Regions from separate parts of the Mus musculus genome. Here region 1 is linked to region 2. A link is a contact called in public Micro-C data. All regions are on one chromosome and are shown on one strand. The core of a region is the stretch at or near the end of the contact, and the rest is flanking DNA. Distances in the headings are between cores, read along the strand shown.

The links. A called contact is a pair of places that touch in the nucleus more often than the background predicts.
Region 1: a contact with region 2 is called in a Micro-C map of embryonic stem cells, with 5 times the contacts expected there. The contact joins two enhancer-like sites. A contact is called at or near these places in 1 of 484 Hi-C or Micro-C datasets (embryonic stem cells) and 1 of 115 datasets of contacts at active chromatin or transcription factors (embryonic stem cells).

What each region holds. Positions count from the first base shown.
Region 1 is chr9:31,437,159-31,440,915 of GRCm38.p6, forward strand. All of the region lies in intron 1 of Tmem45b (transmembrane protein 45b), which reads right to left. Among named protein-coding and RNA genes, the nearest start is that of Tmem45b, 25 kb to the right of the region's middle. Within about 2 kb of position 2,348, at least 23 of the 459 cell types and tissues checked have an H3K27ac peak or open chromatin away from gene starts, as enhancers often do. A contact at or near this core is called in embryonic stem cells, where this site is marked.
Region 2 is chr9:31,009,912-31,013,633 of GRCm38.p6, forward strand. No RefSeq gene overlaps it. Among named protein-coding and RNA genes, the nearest start is that of Gm29724, 8.1 kb to the left of the region's middle. Within about 2 kb of position 1,405, at least 39 of the 459 cell types and tissues checked have an H3K27ac peak or open chromatin away from gene starts, as enhancers often do. A contact at or near this core is called in embryonic stem cells, where this site is marked.

The DNA of each region.
Region 1 (3,757 bases), core at 1,098-3,597, 430 kb after region 2:
TTCGTAAAGGTTGCGTTCTTATTTTCATAACAAATTATTAGAGATTATCATTCACTTATTGGAGCAGAGGTTTGCTTTCTTAGTTCTTCATGACATCTGGTCTGTGTCAAGCCATCTATTTATGGGTTGGAGAAGGCTGGCTTTCATGTCTTCCTTGGCCTTCACTTGTTGCTGGGATTTCCCAGGTCTTCCTAATGTGATCATAGGAGATGTGCAGAGAGATTTTCCCAATCCTTCCATATAGCATTATTACAAAGCTCCCTCTGCTATGTTCCTGGCTAGTCTGGGGCTCACCACAAATGCGACTGTGTTGAGAGGCTAGCAAAGCTGGTATTTTTTTTTTTTTAATTTTTCATCCTTGAGTATTCATCACATGTTCATTTCTCATGGACAGCAAAGCCAAGAATTTTTCACAGTTAGAATTTAGTCTTTATATACCAGTATTTTCACGATTAGCTGATCTTACTTAAATGTCACCGACAGAGCAAGGGAGTGATAGAAGCATCTGAGGGCAAAATGTCCTTGCCTGAAGATAGACGCTTTCCAAGAGTAAGTGCTTCTCACTTTGTTGCTTATATTTGGTTAGTTTTCAGGTCGGTCCATGACGTGGTTGGTTTTGAGAGACTTGCCTAGTTTTATACATTATCCTTTCCCCCTCTGTTTTGCAGAAAGAAATTACCTGCCATAATCTTCGTTCTGATACAACCGCAAAGCCTCGTCTCATTCTTTCGCTTAATGGTTAACTCAGATTCTTGTTATTATCAAACCCGTTGTGTTCCATTTTATTGGTTTTAAAGGTGCAGAAAAACCAGCTCTGCAAATGCGTGCCAGAGCCTTGGAGATTGACTGGCATCTCCTTTTCCTGGCCTCCCAGAATTCCCCTGCATTCCCCAGTACCTGAGTCCTTATCTGCATCTGTGTACTTGGTACGGGATGCCAAGCCCTGCCCATGTCTTTTATGTGGTCTAAAGTTCACACCTGTGCACAGCAGGCCTGAAGCACATATACTGTATAGAAGTCTGAGCACCGTGATCTGTCTGTGGAGAGAGATGGAGGAGGAGGAGGAGGAGGAGGGGGAGGAGGGGAGGAGGGGAGGAGGGGAGGAGGGGAGGAGGGGAGGAGGAGGAGGAGGAGGGGAGGAGGGGAGGAGGAGGAGGAAGAGGAGGGGAGGAGGGGGAGGAGGGGAGGAGGGGAGGAGGGGAGGAGGGGAGGAGGAGGAGGAGGGGAGGAGGGGAGGAGGAGGAGGAGGAGGAAGAGGAGAAGGAGAAGGACTTCTTCCATTCACAGATGAATGGGTGACTTTTCTGGATGAGCTACATTGTGGAACAGATGGTAGAATTTATAGGATGAGTCAAACTTAGTAAAGAAGAAACCTGACAATGGTTAACTAAACTTAACTAGAAAGAAGAGATCTTTAATAATTGGGATAACCAATAGGTTAAGGGTCTGAGGGGTCCTCTCTGCAGCTGAAGTTTCCCTCTTCCAATGTTCTGTCACCCTCTAAAATAAGGGGGAATGGCTGCTTCATTAAAAAAATCGTTTGATTAGTAAATTTTATTTTTTTCTCAATATCATGTATACTATAGTTTATTTTTAAAAAAAATAAATACTAAATAAACACTCCAGCAACATACTTGGTGATTCAGCAGAACTTTTCCAACAGAAAGAAAGCTCCACCAACAGGAAAACAGACGCGAGAGCATGTTTTCACAGAGGGACACACTCAACACCCTCCCGTCAATGCATGAGCTATCTTTTCAGAGTGAGGAGCAGGAGCCCTGTGGCAGGAGCAGGAGGAGATGACGCTTCCAAGGGGCAGAGTTGGGAACCTGCACCATAGTTCGGGCAGCTGTCTCAGTTTCAGTGTCTAGGGAGGGTGTAGGAAGAACAGCACAGCTGGAGTGCTGGGCTTGGCCTCATTGTCCTGTTCTGTTTTTTAACCCTTCCCCAATCTACAAACCTAAATTCCATGGGTGGAGGTTGGGAGGAGGAGGAAAGGACTCCCTGGTAGGTTTTGGCCCAGGAATTCCTTACAGTGCCCACCCATGTTCCTCCTTTTTAAATGGCAATGTATAGTCTTAACCTCTAAATCAACTCTCCAGCCCTGGTAATGTATAGTCTTATGTTGTGAAGTTCATCATTTTCTTTTTAATTTTAACTGAACCACAGTTAAGAGATCACCATGAGTCTCGGAAGAGAGACATTGGACCTTTAAACAGGGCCGAGAATCTGGAAGCTATGGGGGCTTTTGAAGTTGAACTAAATGCATCTTGCACTAGGACATGGCCATGAGCCTGTGGGGCCAGGGAGTGGAATGTGTAGGGTTGGTCGAGAAATGCTCTCCCTAAGCTCTGGTATTGGGACGCTTGGTTTCCAATTGTCCCAGTTGGTGGTAATGCTTAGAGGAGGTGTAGCCTGGCTAGAGGGAAGAATGTCACTGGAGGCAGGCTTTGGGAGTTTCTAGCCACTTCCAGTTGGTTTGCCATCTGCCTCATGTCTGTGGCTGAAGTCCGAGCTCTCAGTTCTTCTTCTTCTTCTTTTTTTTTTTTTTTTTTTTGGTTTTTCGAGACAGGGTTTCTCTTTATAGCCCTGGCTGTCCTGGAACTCACTTTGTAGACCAGGCTGGCCTCGAGCTCAGAAATTCGTCTGCCTCTGCCTCCCGAGTGCTGGGATTAAAGGTGTGCGCCACCATGCCTGGCGAACTTTCAGTTCTTGCTGTGGCTGCTTGCTCTCCCACCTTTATGAACTCTCCCTCTGGAACAGTAAGCCCAAAGAAACTCTTGCTCCCCCAAATTACTTTTGGTCATGGTATTTTATCACAGCAACAGAAAGCTAACCAATACAGTTATGAATAATTCTGTCGTTTCCCCCCGCCCCCCAACCATCCTTTCCCCCAGGTTGGGGATGAAATTCAGGTCTTTGCACGGGATAGGAAAGCACTTTGTCACTGAGCTACATTCCCCAGTCCTAATAATTCCCCTTTATTGCTGAATGTTTCACTATTAAACTGGTTGTATAGTCTGCTGGACCTGCCATGACAAAATACCGCAGTCAGGAGGGCAGCAAACAATAGACGTTTGTTTTCTTACAGTTATGAAGACTAAAACCCAAAATAAAAGTCTTGATTCTGTTTGGGACCTCTTTCAATAGCTTATAGATACAGGTCTCTCTCCTAGGTCTTTACTACATGGTATTCTTTCTGTTTGCGCCTGGGTTCAAACTTCCTGTTGTACAAACTCTAGTTGTATTATCTGAGAGCTCATCCCAATGGCCTCAATGTGTTAAATAACGCATTCTAAGGTACTGGGAATGCTTTACCTTATCACGCCCTGCCTAATTCAACCGCAGATTCCTTTTTATGCCTTCTCACATGCAAAGTGAGTTCACTTGGTCCCAGCCGCATTGAAACCTTAATCCATTCCAGCTCTCGCTGAGGTGGTTTGAAATGAGAGCCCTCACAGGCTCATAGATTTGAACATTTGCTCACCATGGAGTGGCCCTGTTTGAAAAGATTAGGAGGTGTGGCCCTGTAGAGGGGAGTGTGTCACTGGGGGTGAGCTTTGAGGTTTCAGAAAGCCTATCTTATGCCCAGAGATTCTTCCTGCTGCCTACGGATCCAGATGAAGGACACCCAGCTGCTCCTTCAGCACCATGTCTGCCTGAGAGCCACCGTGCTTCCCATCCTGAGAATGAAGAAACCTCGGAAACTATAAAGCAGTCCCAAGGAAGGGCTTTCTTTTATGAGAGTTGTTTTGGT
Region 2 (3,722 bases), core at 155-2,654:
GAGTAGTTAGATTTAGGCGGTGGTGTAAGACTCTGGGGAGCCTTAGCTTACCAGGGACCTCCTGAGTGAGCCACATGGAGCTGATGCAAAAAGCAACAGGAATTTATTGTTCCATTGCACTGGGGTCACCCCAGACCTGAAGGAGAGGCCATGACCCTCTGGTGCCCGGTCAGGAAATTTTTATATGGTTTCCAGGGGCCGAACAGAGCATCAGCAACTAGGCACAGTATGACTGGTGGAACAGTGCACCCTTTAAATTGATTGGTCTTTAGGGAATGTGATGGCAAAAATTTCCCTTGTCTGAAGGTCAGCAACAGTCCATCTGGCAGAATGAAGGTAGGTTCCCACCCTGTGGTCTGAGGAATGTTAATTAGCCTCTCCCTTCAGTACGGGCAATTGTTTTATGACCTTCCCAAAGTTCCTGAGCTAAGGGAAGGATCTGGGAGTAATACAGTCAAGAAAGGTTGATGGGAAAGACCCAGAAGCCTAGTGAGCAGTTAGATTTAGGTGATGGGAACACTTGGCTTTCTAGCTAATGGAGGAATAACTCACTGAAATGAGAAACTTAGAAGGAAATTGGGTCTAGTGTAGAGAGATAAGAGCTCTGGTAGAAGCACTCGGAAGGCAGAGGCAGAGGCAGGTGGATTTCTGAGTTCGAGGCCAGTCTGGTCTACAGGACAGCCAGGGCTATACAGAGAAACCCTGTCTTGAAAAACAAAAAACAAAACAAAAAACAAAAAAATAGTAGAATGTATTGACAGTGGTGGCGGGGTGTGGGGCATGAGGTGGGGCATGAGGTGGGAGGTGGGAGCAGATGGTTATTTGGGGTGGAGTTTGGGAAATGCATGGTATGCAGAGAGATTGGAAAGCCCACTGGACAGATAGGAGAAATAGCTTGAAGTTTAAGGGAATAAACATCTAAATGTAATATTCTATAATTAGAAATAAATATAATTCTTCCACCGGGTAATTTAAGCAAGAGAACAGCTCCTCTAAGTGACATCAAAATCAAACCATATGGGCCATTGCCCGCTCAGCTTTGCATATAATAAGCTGATGAGAATAAATCAACTGAAGCTAAGTGTGGACACGTTCCAACTGGTTTTCATCCTGAAGCAAAAAGATGTTTCCTCTGTGACAAACCAAAATCCTAAATTCTTTATATTTAAGATCAATCTTTTTGGAAATCTTGTTTACAGAAAAGAACTAAGAAACAAAAGCAATAAAGCAAGCACTGCTCTGTTCTACTCTTTTATCATGAGGGAACTCATTACCAATTTCCTATATCTTGCCCTCCACACCAGACTGAAATCCTTCCTATCCAGTCAGTCAGTTCTATCCTGATTCCTGAGGAACTGGATCGTACTCATGCTGGGTGTGGTGGCGGGTGCCTTTAATCCCAGTACTCAGGAGGCAGGTAGATCTCTGGGAGTCTGGACCAGTCTAACATACACAGTGAGTTCCAGGGTATCCAGTGCTACAAAGAGAGAGCCTGTCTCAAGTGAAAGGGGGTATGGGAGAGAAAGAATTCTTATGCATCAGATGTCAATACCTTCAATGTCACTGCTGTCTTGGGCTTTCTCCCATTCATCATTTGGAGACATTGACACTGTATTCACAGATACACTAATTCTGTAGCAGCCTAATTTAGTCAAGGTTCTCCAGGGAGACAGAACCCAAAGGATATACATGTAGCCAGAGAGATATTTATGTTAAAGAGTCAGCTCACATAAGTGTGGAGGCTGTCACGTCTAAAATCTGTTGGGCAGACCAGCAGGCAGGATTTCTGTGTTGCAGTCTTGGAGAGGAATTTCTTCCCCTTCAGGAAATGTGGTTTTATCCCTGGAGGCCTTCCTCCTAGTTAGCTTCAGCTGTCAACTTGACACTGTCCAGGGTTATCTGAGTCAGTCCCAGCTGAGGGATAGCCTGGATTCTACTGGCCTGTGAACACCACTGTGAGGCATTTTCTTGATTGCTAACTGATATAGAAAGGTCCACCCCATTGTGGGTGGATCCATCCCTAGGCAATGGATCCTGAACTGTACAAAAAAGGTCTGTCTCCTAGTGCTGGGTTATAGGTATAGCCATGCCAAGCTTTTCCTGTTTTAATCAACTATATAAATATAGGATCTGGTGAGATGGCCCAGTCAGTAAAATGTTTGTTTACAAGCACGAGGACCTGAATTTGGATCCTACATAAAAATCTGTATATGTCTGTAACTGTGGTGGTGGGGAAGAGCAAAGAAAGGCAGATCCCTGCATGTCCATGGCTAGCCAGCCAGCCTAGTCTATCTGTAAACAGGTTTAGTAAGAGACCCTGACTTAAAAAAAAAAAAAAAAAAGTGGAGGGCTCGGAGATAGCTAAGTGGGTCAGAGAACTTGTTTTTCAAACATGAAGATCCGAATTCAAATCTACTGCACCCATATAAAAGCTTGGCATGGCTGTGAGTACCTGAAACCCCAGCACTAGGGAACAGAGACAGGGGGATCCTGAGAGCTCACTGGTCAGACAACATGCGTTAGCAAGAGACTGTATCTCAGGCAAAATGTAGGGGACAGTAGAGGAAGATGCCCAGTGTCCTCTACATTCATGCATAGAGATACATGTTTCCACACAGTCACAAGCAAGTACCACACACACACACACACACACACACACACACACACACACACACACATACACCAGAACATTAATTAAGGTAGAGAACAGAGGAAGGCACCTGATATTAACCTCCAGCTTACAGCCACATCCACACACACGTGGACGCACATACTGCACACACAGAAAACATAAATAAAAGATTCCACTGTGACTGTTCAGTGGACCCGAGCATTTGTGGCATGTCCTACTTAGCTTTCATTCTCAACCTGACAGCCTATAGTTATCTGAAAGGAAAGCCCAGGTTGAGGAACTGCCTAGGTCTGGTTGCCTGTGGGCATGGGATGGTCTCCGGATTGTTAACTGATGCAAGAGGGCTAGGCTCGGTGTTAAGTGGTGTCATCCAAGGGCAGGTGGTCCTGGGCTGGATAAAAAGGGGGTAGCTAATCATGACCCTGGGTGGGAGCAAGCAGCAGAATTCCTCAGTGGTTTCTGCTTCAAGATCCTGCCTTGACTTCCCTCAGTGAACTGTGACCTGGAAATGTACCAAATCTTTCCCTCCCCTAAGTTGCTTTTGGTTGGAGTGCTTTATTACAGCAGTGAAAGGAGACTAGAACATAAATGTGAGGGCCTGAGCTCAAACACCCAGAACACAGGAAAAGCTGGATGTGCAGGGCGTGGTGGCGCACGCCTTTAATCACAGCACTTGAGAGGCAGAGGCAGAGGCAGGCGGATTTCTGAGTTTGAGGCCAGCCTGGTCTACAAAGTGAGTTCCAGGACAGCCAGGGCTACACAGAGAAACCCTGTCTGGAAAAACAAAAACAAAAAAAAAAAAAAAAAAACAGACAAACAAACAAAAAGCTGGATGCATAAAGGAAGCATAGGTTAGCCCAGCACTTCTGTGGGGAGATGGGAGGCAGAGACGGGCCTGGAGGCTTTCGAGTCAAATAGGTATTTGCAGAAAAAAAAAAAAATTGACTCAAGCATAGAGGAAAGTGAAGACCAACACCCAAGGTCCTCTGGCCTCCACACATACACCACGGTATGTGTACACTCATATTGGCACACAAAGCATACAGACAAAATAAATATTGAATAAGTAAATAAAATGTCAATCACATCT